Regions from separate parts of the Bombyx mori genome. Here region 2 is linked to region 1. The links are chromatin contacts, called in public Hi-C maps. All regions are on one chromosome and are shown on one strand. The core of a region is the stretch at or near the end of the contact, and the rest is flanking DNA. Distances in the headings are between cores, read along the strand shown.

Evidence for each region. Hi-C and Micro-C count contacts between places; a contact is called where the count stands out from the background.
Region 2: a contact with region 1 is called in a Hi-C map of middle silk gland, with 1.7 times the contacts expected there. The contact joins the promoter of LOC101741353 here to the promoter of LOC101741337 in region 1. A contact is called at or near these places in 3 of 7 Hi-C or Micro-C datasets (middle silk gland, posterior silk gland and whole pupa).

Annotation. Positions count from the first base shown.
Region 1 is chr20:5,371,862-5,374,412 of ASM3026992v2, forward strand. LOC101741337 (ubiquitin carboxyl-terminal hydrolase 20) reads left to right here and starts at 1,288. Exons shown (of 22, transcript XM_062674324.1): 1 at 1,288-1,644. The coding sequence starts at 1,567. All of the region lies in intron 1 of LOC134200745 (a long non-coding RNA gene), which reads left to right.
Region 2 is chr20:5,645,839-5,648,389 of ASM3026992v2, forward strand. LOC101741353 (UDP-glucose 4-epimerase) reads left to right here and starts at 1,271. Exons shown (of 7, transcript XM_038018242.2): 1 at 1,271-1,588. The coding sequence starts at 1,581. It overlaps RpS7 (ribosomal protein S7), which reads right to left and starts at 319. Exons shown (of 5, transcript NM_001043796.1): 1 at 296-319.

The DNA.
Region 1 (2,551 bases), core at 38-2,537:
CTTTTTTTATTTGTTTGATCTAATAACGAGTCCTTTGAGCAGTGTTTTATAATTACTTTATATTATGTACTGTTTTAATATAAAACGAGCCCAGAAGCTAATTATTTTGAGACATTCATAATTGAGATAAAATTAAATTGAATGATATGAGAAATTAAGTCTCAGTATATTGTGGTTACATGCTGAGAATTTTTCAAGACTTTTTGAAAGAATCCAATGATTACGCCCTTTGGCATTTTCCCACATTTGCGCACTTTCACAGATGCTAAACAGTTAATAAACCAATGCTATTACACATTGAAGCCTGAAGAAATACTAATTTAACAATATAAAACAACTTACACAACTTAGCTCCTCGTGTTGTCGCCAAACAGTCCATTTCGTTTAAATTATCTAGACAGACAGCTAACATTGTTAATAAACTTATTCTTTAGAGTATACTGGAGATTATCTTCGTAAAAACCTTATTATTCTTTACTTGAGTCGCTCATTGTACACATAAAAATCTAGCTCGTATAGCGAGATGAGATCTTTTATAAAGAAGTGTAAAGCAGGTAAGGTAAGGTAAGGCAGACGGTAATAAAACAAAAGCCACCATTTGTTTATTTACCTTTTTAGCGCTACTTTCTGAAACAGATTAATTTGAAGCACAATTTGGGCTTTGTTTCACTTAAATCAATGATTTTTTGGAAATTACTTCGTATTGCGAGATGTTAGAGCTTATAAGCATTATTAATATGAAAGTAACTTTGTCTGTGTCTTACGTTTTCATGCTGAAACCGCTGACCCGATTTGGATAAAATCCGGTATGGAAATTGTTTGAACCCTGGAATAGAAAACAGACTACCTTTTATGCCACCTACACGATATAATAAGAATACTTCGGTACGGTTCAAAACACAGAGAATCTAATTCCTTGCGTTGACCAGGTTGACCAAGTTCCAGATAATCCGTGAGAATGGGATTATCGACAATAGGAAGAAACCACTTCGGTATGGAATATGAAGTCAAATGGAAATGGCTGGTATTTGAGAGCCCCAGCCCAGAGATGGAAGCAGTGATCCACAGTAAGCCGGAGTTTTAATGCACATTTTATTTTCGCAATTTGTATTTTTCGGCTATAACTCCTTTATATGCAAACAGCTTGGGATCCGACTCGTTCCCGGATCCCGGTTTGGTCATTCAAGAAGACAATTAATTATCTCGAACTTTGTTTCTTTTTGAACTTTGTTTCTATATCTATGCAAATGTTCACATTTGTTGTGAATAATCATGCGTAAGCAATAATATATATATGCTGTGATTTCATAGTAGTCTGTGGAATAATCTATGCTTGTCAGCAAACGATCAACGATACGATTATTGTAAAATTTCTGTAATCTAATTCAATTAATTCCATTCCATAAAAATGTTTCCTGTAAGACTAAGTTTATTTTTTCCTATTTATTCCTATGGAAAACTAAACATAGCATCAATTTCTGCCTTCGCATAAAATTCTCTTTATTTACAAGGCTATTGTGAAGAGTCAATCTTTTTATTTACGTGTGTTTGTATTTTTTATTCAAAATGGAAAAAGGAATGACATGCGAACATTTAAACAAACTGGTCCACGTACTCGGGAAAGAATTATGGCAGTCAAAAGAGGTGAGTCCTAACATTTATCCTTAACCTCAAAATACGATTACTCAAATAGACAATTAAAATGCCTACATACTTACTCCACCAAGTTATGTGTGGTTGTGTAACAAATAATTCTCAATTGTTGCGTGTTTACAAACTCACGAATGTCCGAGGATAATTTGTCGTTATTGAATTTAGACTTTAGGGCTTCTGTGCACACAATATTATTATGAATTTACTTGTAGCTACCTAAGGAATTATACAAAACTATTTAAATATATTTCAAATAAGCTCAAAATTAAGTATCATAAATATTTTACTACCAGTAATTTGGATAGGAATAATTCATAATAACATATAAAATGAGTATATGTTTGTATAAATTCTTAAATTACAAAATAGTAAAGATTTACTTAGTCAATGAGTTATCAGATAAATTTTAGACAATAGAATTGAGTTAAAGATTTTGATGACTGTTGTAGACTTGTAGACAAAAGAGTGCTAATGGAGACAGTGATTTTTTGAATTCAGATTAGGATCTCCATAGAAAATGATTCGTGCTGTTATTGTCACAATGTTCAATATAAATTGTAAATTCATATTACATTTCTTAAGAAACGTTAAGTACTAATAAAGATTATTTCCAAGTTTTCTATTTAAAAAGTGATTTAAATCTTTTTTGACAAAGAATTTATATATAATTAAAATATTCAATATGTACTTTGCTAGTATTTTTCCCATATAACGAAAAACAATAGAAACACTAAATCCTAATATCAAAAATACAAAGATAAGTTTATCCATAATAGAAACATTTTGCTATGTTTATCTCTCATTCCTGTAGATTTTATGCTGGGAACATCATCAACTATTAAGAGTCTCCTTCTTTTAGTTACTTTAGTGTTTTATCTTATCCTCTTTATCTTTTGAT
Region 2 (2,551 bases), core at 21-2,520, 270 kb after region 1:
CTTTATATTATTGCACTTTTTAGCACCTCGGAAGGTTCGTTTTAACCACAATTAGGGTATCACTCTATTGAACTCAGAGGAAAAAACTTTCTTTCACTTTCAAAAATCAAAACAACGTTGAGCACCAACATAGGCTTTTTAACACCACAAAATATCTGACTAATCTTTACCGTTCCAATGTAACAAATATTGCAATTACGTTTCTAGACCACTATTAAATCGGTTTAATACAATATTTAGCAATTTTACGCTGAAAAAACATTAAATTTTGGAAAAAAGTTAGTAAGACGGCTACCTTGACAACTTTACGGGAGGGAAAGAGATAGACTACCAGTGTTGCCATTAATTTTCTGAAAGAGCCATCAAACTTGCATTAATTTCCCGGAGCTTTGGTTTCTGCTTTGACGCGTTTAAAGCTATATACGTAATAATAGTATAAATGGATCAATCAATCTAACTTCAAGCTATTTAAAAATATGTCACTATTAATAAAAAAGATATATCACTATCAGTTTTTCTCAAAAATTTTCTCGGAACTGAAGAAAAAGTTTATTTTTACATACATAGTACATAGTGACATACAAAGTGACATACATAGTGACATACATAGTTACATGCATATTTTTGAGTGACATCCAAATTGAAATGAGTGATTTTGTAATCAATAACTTCTCCGTATTTCATTACTGTTATATTCGTGTGCACTGCACATATGGTTTTTTTTTGCGTTCATAATTTGTTTCACATTTATTTTATACATTTTGGTTTTTAATTTAATATCCATATCATGGCACATATTGTTTTGAAAGAATCCTAACTCAGTTTGAAATCAAAAGAGTAAAACAAAAATTTTCCAGGTGTTGTTCCTGTCAAGTTAGCAAATAAGTTTTTTAAAGACAGTTTCAGCATAATTGGAAAAGTAAAGTGTGGGCGTATGGTCCCTTTGCCTATTTCAACGAACAAACCATACGTACCATCTGTGTAAAATTAATCTTTTGGCATTTTCCTGAGCGCTAAAATGGACGTGAATTGAACTCATAATAAATTGCCACCATTTTACAAAGATATTTCATTTCACCTCAAACCTCACATCTTATCTCACCGCATTTAATTAATTTCATTTAATTCCATACTGAATTCTACATAAATTCATTCCGTTCCAATGACAATTTAGAAGTCATCGTGGCCTTAAAGACTTGAACCCATGCACGTTAATAATTAAAAAAATAGAGAAAAACATAAGCTGGCAGCTGGTTGTCAAGTGTCAAACTATTTTTAACATTGCAAACTGCAAAGAACAAATTCAAATTTCAAATTAGAGTTTGTAAACAGGACAGGATTAATTTTACTATGTTATTAGCTTTCATACACACAGCATGCTTCCAACGATAGTTGATGTTGTGAGAATAATTTTAATACAGTACGGTTACAACTTAAGACGCAGAGTACCTATTGAATCAAATTACTTATACATATAAAATAAACAAACCTTGAAATTAGAGTATTCAAAAGTTTCACGTTTTAGTATTTAGTAGATTATGTTTCGGTAGATTATTAATGAATGAAGATTGAAATCCAACATGCAAAGGTACGTGTAAGTTTTAAATTAATAATAGTTTTATTGAAAAATGTAACTAACAAGCTATACAATCGTTTTCTGTTTAATTTGTTTGAATAGTCTATGCAAGTAGAATACGAACTGGCTATTAAAAACGCCGACATACCGCCATTAACTCGTTTCAAATATTTAGTTTTGCAGTAATTGCAATTTGATTTTTTTGGTTGGTTTGGTTTTGGTTCTATACAACAATTCTGCTGCTGCTACTATATAAATTTAGTAAGGTTATGGGTCGTCTTCAAATGATCAGCTAGCTAGCCAGTCAAAAGAAATTAATTTTATCATTTGATTATAATAATTATGAGATTTTAATATAACTGCATTTGCTGAGAGTTGTAGATTATAGAAGCTTGAACTTATTATTTCTGATAAGGGTTTTCAAATTTGAATTTTATATGCGGCCTTGTGCTGTATGAAGAGGTCTAGTGTTATGATGGTAAAATTAGACTTGCTTCCGGTCCAGTGTTGTTGTTGATTCCATGCCTTAAAGGCACAAAGATCGGTCTCTATAGCAGTTTGAGTGTATCTAATACTCTACTACACTTAGTATCAGACCATCTTGTAAAAATTGATGAAGCATCTGGGTATTGTCTTGTAAAAATAAAAACCGTTTCATACATATTTAAATTATCCAGGTTATGTTTAAGCTATCTAGGAAATTAGAGGCTCATTATTGAACTGGTGATTGCTGATGCAACATCCAATACATACCAACAATAGGATGAAAAATTTGCATCCATTAATTTTTTATTAAACATTTTATATTATCAATTGATTCATGTGCCGTAGTCTTAGGTAAATTCAAAGAATGTCTGCTAGCCGGGGCCTTATAAAGTATTAACTTGCCAAAATATGTGTTCGTGCTGCTTAGCCTTACACACAGATAAATAAAAATACACTTAAATAGCAAATGAAACTCATGAAATATTCTAG